Regions from separate parts of the Mus musculus genome. Here region 2 is linked to region 1. A link is a contact called in public Micro-C data. All regions are on one chromosome and are shown on one strand. Each heading gives the region's core, a stretch centred on a gene start, on an enhancer-like site or on the middle of the called end of the contact. The rest is flanking DNA. Distances are from core to core; before and after follow the strand shown. Region 1 holds the start of Mcu (mitochondrial calcium uniporter). Region 2 holds the start of Ascc1 (activating signal cointegrator 1 complex subunit 1).

Region 1 (5,251 bases), core at 1,881-4,380:
TTAGCAAAGGAACTGCACAGCCCACAGTGAAAGGCAGCTCCCCTCCAAGGAGCATCTTTGGAAATAGCAGCCACCTTCACTAATCACACAGGAAGGGTCGCAACAAACAGCTATAGTCACTGTAGGTGCTCTGGAGTTAGATCATAGCAGGCTCTTTATACAAGAAGTAAAGCCACACTACATGGTGCAAAAAACAAACAAACAAACAACCCTGGAAAAGCCATTGATCTTTACTCCTATGTATTCCATTGACAGCTGCTCTAAAGTCAGAGTGCATGGATGCACATTTTTAGTCTCAGCTAGGTGGGAAACTGAGGCAGGGGGCATCCCTTTAAAGCCAGGAACTAGAGGACTGCCTGGGCAACAAAGTAAGGCTTGATTTCAAACCCTGTGTTGGAGAGAAGGCTGGACTACATTTTAATGGGGGAGTTATGCTTATAACTGTGCAACCACGTTGACCATTTTATTCAAGTTCTATTTGATCTACGCTCCTTTTAAAACGATGACTCTTGGCTGGCTGAGCACGGTGGCACATGCCTATAATCCCAACACCAGAGAGAGGAAGAGCAAGAAAAGAGGCCACTGGACCTCCACTATATAGTGAGACCCTGTCCCAAACAAACAAACAAACAAACAAATGTGACTCAAGCCAAGAAGCAGCAGCAGCTATTATTAGCTATGACCCTTGGCTCCAATTTGCTGTCCCTACTACTGCTGAATAGGAGTGCCACAAGCTGGGCTTGTGATCGGGTTCGATGCAGACTGCCATCTGCTGCACACACGGGATGTGTCCGCTTGGCCCCAGTGCCTCCCCAGGTAGGATCAAGTGGTTTATTCCATAGTCTCCTACCACATGTGTCTCAAAACCATATCCACTTAGCGATTCCTACTCCTGGAGACTGTGGAACACAAAGACTTCCCTGGCAGACAAAGGGTTAATTTTATAAGAGAAGGGAGAGATACAAAGGCAACTGTAGTTTAGGATACAATAAAAAGAAGACCAAGAGGGCAGCAGTCTTCTCAGCTGCGCAATCTTGGCCAAGTCTTTCTCTTTTCTGGGCCTCAATTTCAGGCTTGAAATATCAAGAGTTAAATCCGTAAGAGGCATCTTTCAAACGGAATGCCACATGAAGAATCATAGAAAATCGGATGGGGGTACCTTCATGATGGCTTTAGAGCAACTGGAACAGAAATTCAGAATCTGCTTCTACGTGTTGAAACAAGCACGTTCACCTCTTTTCAAACCTTGGACTCCTAAGTTCATTTACAAGTCACCATTTCCATGACAACACTTCTGCCCTTCAAAAATAACACTTCATTTTTAATTGTGCTTTCAGTTACAGATTCAGTTCATCACTTTTACCCACCCCAGAATAGCACAGAAGAATATTGTCTGAAGTAGCTCTACAAGGAAGACACACACAGAGACCGGTGCATCTGAGGCACACATTTTCAAACACCACTTGAATACCACACCCAAACAGTATTAAGAACAAACTGCAAAATCGGAGGATGCTTCATTGGAAAACAAAGATAGCTCGGGAAATTTTCCAATAGTTCAGAGGGAAAAGACTGCCATCACATTTTGGGGGTGGCCTGTATGTCTTTCAGAGAACATAACTGGAGGCTATCATACATGCAAATCAGAATTGAACTATAGAAAAACTCGGCTCTCACCCAAAAGCTTTAGCAAAGCAATGTCAGTATGCCAAATATGAAAAAGTACAATCTTCTCACAAGAAGGAAGCTCAGGTCCATCACTACCACTAATAATAGCAATACTATCTTGTATTCTCAGCGCCTCGGTTCTTTTCATAGTGCGTTCCCACAATTTTATGCTACCACAGGTCTAGGGCTATCCTCTCTGCAAAGCTCTAGTCCTTTCCTCTTAGGAGACAGGGAAACAGAACAAGACAGATCATGATGCACGGGCTGAAGGCAGCACCTTCTCTATTGGGCCAGCTGCAGTGAGCCTTCTCATCACACTACACAAGTTCACCTTATGAAATTAAACCTACACTTGTTCTCTCAAGAGTTGGCCAGAGACCAACACATATGGGCCTCGAAAGTCCAAAGGAAGGGAACCTGCTGACCTGTTAGGTCAAGAACTCCATGCCAAGCTCAGGTACCATACCGCCAACACTACACATACACACGCCCCTGGGCTACTGACAGAATTCCTTCTTTGCCAAGCAATGAAACCCGGCAAGAACTGATTAATGGAATCACTAAATCTCTCCCTCTGTGAACAACTTGCCATGCCGCCTCTCTTGTGCCTGCTGCCCTTCCTTTGGGCACGCGTGCACAACCCTCGGAAGGGACCACCGGGATCTTTAAGAACCCGAGGGGATGGTGTTTGCCTCCTGAAGCAATGCAGCATCCACCTCGAGGAAGCAGAACACGCACAGGCAGGGGACCTGATCAGAGAAGGATAAAGTTTGATTTTCCTCCCTGCGTGTTCCTAGGGGGCCGGGAGAGGGCGAGGCAGCAGCCTCCTGGGGTCCCGGGGTGCTCTCCGGGGACAGTTCCCAGCAGCATGGCACTGCCACTCTCCTGACACACCGGCAACCGCGGCAACTCCGGACGCTCCAACCCGCCCAGAGGAGGTGAGAAGGGGACAACTTGCACCGGGCTCAGTTCGGGAGCATTGGAGCAAAGCTGTCAGAAACGACGGAAGGAGGGACCGAGCCCGGAGGCGGGTCAGGGAGAGGTTCAAGTCCCGTGCCTTCCCCGCCCTGGCGTCCCCAGTCCTGCGGGAACATCCCTGCTGTCGCCCCTCCTCCTCCTCTCCTGCCTCCCGCCCGCCCTGCCTTCTCCGCCGCCGCCGCAGGCGCTGAAGGACACGGCGGCTCGGTGGCCCGCCACCCCGGGGCGGCCGCGAGTTGAGGGAAGTCGCCGGGCGCCCCGGCCTGCCCGCGGCTCCCCACGCCGCCCCGCCCTCCCCGGAGCCGCGCTCGCTCACCGTCCGGTGCTGCTGGTGCGGCCGGTGGCGGCTGACGCCCAGCCCGGGAAAGCAGCCGGCAGTCAGCGCTCCGCAGCCGCCGGCGCCCCCGCCGCCGCCCCGGGAGCAGAGCAGCAGCAGGAGCGATCTACCTGCGGCGGCCGCCATCTCTCAACTGGAAACGGCGCTGGCCCAGGCAGCGCAGCGGACGGCAGGGGCGTGGCCAAGACCCGCCACTCAGCCTCACTAGGCCAATTGCAGTCCTGAGTCAAGCCTCTGAGGCGGGGCTTCCTGCAAAGTCCAATCAAAAGGCGGGAGAATCCCGGCTTCGGGCTGTCTGTCACTTCCAGAGTTACCTTACGGGCAAATTCTAGGGGACCGGTCTCTGGCGTTCGAGCCTCTGGGAATGGAGCAGTAAGGGATTGCCCGTTCGATTTGGCTAATCTTTACCAAGTGACTTGATAAGAGAGCTAGGGGAAATAGATACCTGTGCAGAGCTTGTTCCGAGTTGAGTTCTGAGTGTTCTAAGTTGTCTGCCTAAGCACCCAACTGGTCATTTTAAGGAGGTTGGCTACAACTCTCGACCGCATGTCTAAAGTTAGCATCCATAACAGATAGCATTTGGATGTGCCGAGACTAACCCTGAATTGTAAAGTTATCCAATGGCAGTGCTGTGTAGCATGGTATTAGGTAGAATGGTTGTAGCTTCAAACTCCCAGGATGAGTACCTGCCATTGGGCTGAATGAACAGAACGCTACACAATTGAAACATCTGATTCTTTTCCCCAGCACCCTTAGATCCGCATTCCTCTCTAAAAGCAACACTGTTCGTTACCATGTTTGACCTTGGTCTCCCTTTTAAAATAAACTACAAAAACAGAAGACGCCAGCAATGTAATAAAGCCATGTAAAGATGAACCAAGTTTCATAATTTTGCTAAGATAGCAAGTAGAACACAGTTGAGAATAACTTTTTTTTGCGGGGGGGTCGGGGATACGGGGGACTGTCATTATGTTGCCCAGCCTGACCGGCAATGCTCTATGTAGCCCAGGATGACCTCAAACTCACCTCCAACCTCACCATCCCCAGTGCTGGGGGTTATAGGTATGGACCATCACACCCAGCGTAGAATTACCCTTTTTGTTGTTGTTGTTGTTTTGTTGTAGTACTTCGGATTTTTGTTGAGATTAAGTCATACTACATCCTGAGGCTAGCCTTGAACTTATGATCGTCCTGCCTCAGCCTCCTGAGTGCTATGATCACAAGCATGAACCATCATGCCTGGCTTGGACTGACCTCACTCAACTTTCTCTTGAAAACACGACTTGCCACAGGACAAGGTTTCTCAACCGATGGGTCGCGACCCTTTGCGTCAAAAGTTTTTTTCACAAGAGTTTCCCAAGGCTATCCTAAAACACAGGTATTTACATTATGATTCAAAGCAGTGGTAAAATTACAGATATGAGATAGCAACAAAAACAGTGTTATGGTTTAAGGTCACCACAGTATGAGGAAATGTATTAAGGGGTCACAACATTAGGAGGGTTGAGAACCACTACACAAGAAACTAAGTTCCTAGCAATGGTTCGTTGAATGTGGTGTAACAAAGGAAACCTGCAGTTCCTCTACTTTCTTAGACTTCCGAGCTGTTTCTTATTAAGAGCCACTCAATTCTTTCAGCTCCTTTTTAAAATCCAAGTGGGGGAAGGTTTAGATTTTTAAAAATTCTAATAAACATCACTGTAGGCTATATAACCCTACATGAAGTTTTAAAAATTAAAATTTGTATTACTTGTTCTAATAATATTCTTTAAAGTTTGACTAGAATTTGCTTCCTTGGCCAACTTCTCAGTTAATTCTTTGGCCAGAAAAGTAAGATGGTGGGTTTCTCCTGGTGACCCCCAAAGAGCTTTAAGTTCCACAAGAGAAACCTGGGACCTGAGGAATGAGCTCCATCTCAACAGCTGAATGCAACAAGCCCCCATTTGGAATTCTTGGCATTGCTGGAACAACTTCAGTCACAACTGCCTTTTACCCATCTATAGTTACCAACACAGCATCTCAAGTATTTAGCCATACTGCACATTCCCTTCTCTCTGTCTCGCCTTTGGGTTTTAGATTGTTTTCTTCTTCTTCTTCTTCTTCTTCTTCTTCTTCTTCTTCTTCTTCTTCTTCTTCTTCTTCTTCTTCTTCTTCTTCCTCTCTTCCTCTTCCTCTTCCTCTTCCTCCTCCTCCTCCTCTTCCTTCTTCTTTGATAACTCCAGGCCCTGGCCAAGAGTGTTCCATCTCTGTCTCTGCTTTACACTTTGG
Region 2 (5,251 bases), core at 1,782-4,281, 390 kb after region 1:
TATAACTGCTCCTTTGTGGCACAGCGGCTCAAACTATAGCCTGGTAAACTTTTAATTGTTCCTTAAAAGAGACTTGAGTACTGATGGCGGGGTCCCTGGTTGGGATTCCAGGGAAGCAGACAGCGCACTCACTTGGCTGCTCCCTGGAGAGCAGCTCTGGTCTTACCTCCTCCCAGTTCAGGGCAGGACCCACTGAGAACTATTTTTCTCAACTAAGATTTTAAACTCTGATCTTTTCAGCTTCCACCTTGATGATGTTCTATTTAGTTGCTTCTGCTTTGTGTTTTGTATTTTGAGATCAGCTGCTCCACAGAGCACCCAAGCGACTGCCAGTCAGCTTCAAAGGCTAGCCACAGTGACTATTCTAAGCTGAAACTCATCAAAGGACTTCCCTTTCATCTTACTTTCTTCCCAATTCTCAGAACTATAGCTCCATGCAGGAAACAGTTGGAGTGGAAAAACAGTGCCGAATCAGAATCAGCGCAAGGTTAACTTTCAATAAGCCGTTTTCTGCTGAGATGGAGAGACACCTGTAGGATGTCTGGCTCTAATGCTTTGCTTAAGGTTTATTTGGGTTTCTTTTCTTTCAGGTGCTGGAGATGAAAGCCAGGGCCCTGTTAAGAGCATGTTCCACTCTGAGCTACACCTCAGTTTCTAGTTTTGGATGCCACCATTAAAGGGTAAAGAGAACAACAAACCCTAGCCTGTAGCTGCTGAGCTTGGGGACTGACTGATCCCTGTAACTCTAAGTAGCCTCTCACTTAGGTATGTTCATAGAATGCTTACACAGTCCATGGGAACCCCTGACTTCCTAAAGGTCACCTAAGTTTTGAAGCAATGGCTTGTTGAGGTGCTGCTGTGCCTGAGGGCAAGGTAGCCCAGTGGTTAGGGACTGACTGTGGGGGGCTGACGAGCTGGCTCAGAGGTGAAGGGTGCTTGTGGCTCTTGAAGAAGACTGGAGGTAGGGTCCCAGCACTCAGTGTTTGGTGGCTCACATCCACCTACAACTCTAGCTCTGAGGGGTATGCTGCCCATTTCTGACCTCCTTGGTCAACCCCTCCCCCCCCCCCCCAACACACACACGTAAAAATAAGTAAATCTTTTTTTGTTTGTTTTCGAGACAGGGTTTCTCTGTATATCCCTGGCTGTCCTGGAACTCACTCTGTAGACCAAGCTGGCCTCGACTCAAGAAATCCGCCTGCCTCTGCCTCCCAAGTGCTGGGATTAAAGGCTAAAGGCGTGCACCACCACTGCCCGCCTACATTAAGTAAATCTTCAAACAAGCACTGATGGTAAAGAAGTGCCTGCCTAGGTGTGTACCCTGGCTTTGCTGCCTGCTGCGAGACTGGACAAATCAGTTGCCTTTTCTGTCCCTTAGATGCCTCACCTGTAAGCTGGAGTCAGTAACAGTGGAGCCTACCCCGAGGAAGAGTTATGAGGGTTAAATAAGTACAGCCGAGACAAGCAAATCAGCCCGGCCTGGCCCGCAATCCCAGATCCCGCTGGCTTGGCTTACCGAGTGTTGGAATTACAGGTGTGCACTGGCACATACACTTTTCCCTATGCACAATCCAGCTTTTCACTTACGTGTAAAGCTCCCGGGAGGGAAGGGTCTGCTCGGGAGGCAGGCAGTGTGATGTTACGCACTTCACACATCCTAGCGCTGGGCTACACTCTCAGTCAGCACATTCACCTCATGATCTTATAAAGAATCTTGCAGTGGGGCTGGGGAGAGCTACATGGAGTAAGTGTTTTCACTGGAGGGGTTGGGGAGCCCTTCAAGTCACTTACAAGCCTCACAGGTGTGGTAGCTGCCTGTAAACCCAGCCCTTGGGAGGCAGAAGATAAGCGATTCCCCATAGCAATGTTGTTAGCTAGGTTATGGGGAATGGGAATGTTCTGGGTTCAGGGAAGCTATGAAAGGCTAAGGAGGAAGACAGCAGACACCAGCTTCAAGCCTGGGCCTGGGGATGTATTGTGAGGTGGCTAGAGTGTTTGCTTACCCAAGTGTGAGGCACTGAAAAGGATCCCATGTCGTTGGAAGGAGAAAACAAACTACCTTTGTACCCTGGAGGCATCTTATAAAAACCCTTGTCACAGTGGCTCCTGGATGAATGATTTATAAATACGAGGTCAGCCGGGCGGAGGTGGCCCACGCCTTTAATCCCAGCACTTGGGAGGCAGAGACAGGCAGATTTCTGAGTTCGAGGCCAGCCTGGTCTACAGCGTGAGTTCCAGTACAGCCAGGGCTGTACAGAGAAACCCTGTCTCGAAAAACCAAAAAAAACCAAACCAAACCAAAAAAACCAAAAAAAAAAAAAAAAAAAAAAACCCCACAAAACCAACCAACCAACCAAAACAAACAAACAAACAAACCGAGGACAAAAGCAATCAGCTCAGTAGAGGCTGCAGGGGACCGAGACAGTTCCAGTCATGACTCTTTCTGCATGGAGTATTCAACCCTGTCGCTCAGGAGACTACCATCCTCATAACGAGGCACTCAGTGAACTTTTGTTGAATGATGATTATCTGGAACTTGGCCCTATCAGGGAAGCTGTGGCTGCTGCCAAGCAGAGGAAACGCTCCTAAGAAGCGGAATGATAGTTTGTGGGGCACAATATGGCTGGCGTGGTTAAATACTTACTTTGTGTACGACAGGGACGACCTCGCACTCATAAACTTTCCGCTTATAGTCTTAAAACAAAACAAAACAAAAAAAGAGATCCTCCTTTAAAATAAAGCCCAGAACAAACCAGATGCTTATGTCGATCGGGATCCAAGTGAGGTGGCTAATTATGACACCCGTTGGGTTCTACTAACAAAAATCACTAGGTGTCCCACCTAGACAGACGGATCACCACCCGCAGCACCTAGCTGCGGTAGCTCTTTCTAGGTGGGATGAAGAAGCTCGCGGGAGAGGGGAGGAGCCAGCACCCTAATCCTGGCTACTCCAACTCCACCCAGGTACGCTTCCTACCCAACAACTCGGGGAGGAAGGGAAGGCTTGCGGCCGGCCCACGGCGCAGGCGCCAACCCGCCCCACGCATGCTCAGTCGGATGACGCTGCCTTTGCATACGGCCGGCGCGGGCGAGCCTCCAGGGTCTCTTCCTACGCTCCCAGTTAGTCCTGGCAGGTAGGAGCGTAGGGGGGAATCAGGTCTGGAAGGTTCTCGGCCACTTACCTCAGCAGCTTGTGCACTTTGACTGACAGCCCCGCCCCTTGGACGAAGCCGTGCGGCCTCGCTCGCCACGACGTAGACGGCGGCGTGCGCGCGCCCGCCTGAGCTGTGGGAGTTTGATGGCGGTGCTGCGCCTGTCCCTGCGGCGGTGAGGGCTAGAGGGCGGTGCTAGCGCGCATGCGTGGAGGGGGCGGAGCCCGGCTGGGCCAGACCGAGCTTTCCGAGAACACTTCCGGGTCGCTGTGGCTGCCCCGCCCCCTTCCCCGCCCCAGTCCCCCGCAGTTTTGGTTTTCTTGCGTTGGTGCTGTCTGCTCCGCCTCTCTAGCGTAGGATGTTCAGCGTTTGCTTTTTATGTGAGAATTGCACGAAAGCATATCCACTTTTCCCTCTTCAAACACCCATGACCCAGGGCTAGTCCGCTCTCCTCCTTCTGCGCAGTCTCTGCCTGGAGCTGCTCAGGAAAGGTACCACTGTGGCTTCGTGCTCAGTGCTCACACTTTGTAAAGGCTCCTTTTCGACAGAACGTGGTTTTTGAAGTGGGAAGGGATGCTAAAGGAGTAGCACACCAGGGTGGCGCGGCACAAGACTGTTAATAATTGCATCCCCCTGCCAACGTTGATTTTCTGTTTTCTCAAAGCACGAACCCTCTTCTTGCGTCCTGCAGGTGGCTGCGGATTAGCGACTTGACTGAGGGTTGGGTCAAGCATTCATTTGGAAGGGATTGTTAGGCCTTCTTTGGTGGAACTTGTTAAGTACGTGAACTTGTAGCCGCAGCCATCTGGGATGGGAACATGGGGTAGTTTATCAGGAGCCTTTAATTCCGAATTATTGATTCAAGCGTGAAGCCGTTTGTTGTGTTCTGGAGGCAGTGGCCTCGGGAAACTGTTCCTTCTCAGTACTGTGTTGGTCCGAGAACTGTGTTAGTAAGTCATATTTTAATTGTACTGTGATAGGGAAATAAATCTGATTGGAAGGTATTTATTTCTAGCATCTTTAAAACGGCTTACCTCTCTTCCGCGGGTATTGTACCGATGGTTCCTCAATGCGTTATCAAACTGGATACGATAAAATATCATACTGGATAGGGTGAATGAAGCACTCTGCTCATACTTAGGTGGCTAGCAAGACCTCACCCCCTATAGGTTAATCAGACACCTATACAAGAACTTACACTGGTGAGCTCATGGAAAGCGACACTATTTTTGCTTAGGATGTGCTGTGAACTGCCCAGTTGAGGCCTACATAATGGAGTTTTTAATTTAAATTTCTTATTACATTTATTTATTTACGAATGTAGTCTGTGCATATGTTACCTGCCTACACAGCAGAATTTTTTTTTGTTTTTTTGTTTTTTGTTTGTTTTTTGTTTTTGTTGTTTTTTGGTTTTTTTGAGACAGGGTTTCTCTGTATAGCCCTGGTTGTCCTGGAACTCACTCTGCAGACCAGGCTGGCCTCGAACTCAGAAATCCACCTGCCTCTGCCTCCAGAGTGCTGGGATTAAAGGCGTGCGCCACCACGCCCGGCTAGCAGAATTTTTTAAATTTAAAATTTTATTACATTTATTTATTTAGTCTATGCTACTTGCCTACATAATGGAGTTTCTTTTAACTTAATTTTTTATTACATTTGTTTGTTTATTTCCATATTTTGTCTGTGCGTTTGCTACCTGGCTGCATGTGTAGTCCAGAGGACAACCTGCAGGAGTCAACTTTTTCCTTCTGCCGTGTGGGTCATCGGCCTTGGGAGCAAGTGCCTTTACCTGTTGAGCCATCTTAGTGACCTAAGTATTCATTGTTTAATTAAAAAAAAAAAAATTAAACAAAAGGGCACTTTCTTTTTCAGGACTTTCCTGGAACGTCATTTGTCATGGATGTTCTACGCCCACAGATTGTAACGTTCGATGGACGGAATTATAGAAAGAATCCCATCCAGGAGAAACAGTACCAACATGAAGAAGACGAGGATTTCTATCCTGGTAATCCTGGGGGGTCTCTTAGGTCCCACAAGAGGGAAAATGTTCTTTGTACTGTAAGGGTAATTCTTTGCTTTGTTGCTGCTCAGTGGGTCTAATA

Evidence for each region. A called contact is a pair of places that touch in the nucleus more often than the background predicts.
Region 2: a Micro-C map of embryonic stem cells shows a contact between it and region 1, with 4 times the contacts expected there. The contact joins the promoter of Ascc1 here to the promoter of Mcu in region 1. A contact is called at or near these places in 4 of 484 Hi-C or Micro-C datasets (B cells, CD4 T cells, embryonic stem cells and 1 more) and 2 of 9 other capture datasets (liver and pancreatic islet).

The regions. Positions count from the first base shown.
Region 1 is chr10:59,613,562-59,618,812 of GRCm38.p6, forward strand. Mcu (mitochondrial calcium uniporter) reads right to left here and starts at 3,131. Exons shown (of 8, transcript NM_001033259.4): 1 at 2,963-3,131. The coding sequence starts at 3,109.
Region 2 is chr10:59,999,774-60,005,024 of GRCm38.p6, forward strand. Ascc1 (activating signal cointegrator 1 complex subunit 1) reads left to right here and starts at 3,032. Exons shown (of 11, transcript NM_026937.3): 1 at 3,032-3,134; 2 at 5,022-5,154. The coding sequence starts at 5,046. It overlaps Anapc16 (anaphase promoting complex subunit 16), which reads right to left and starts at 3,362. Exons shown (of 4, transcript NM_025514.3): 1 at 3,183-3,362.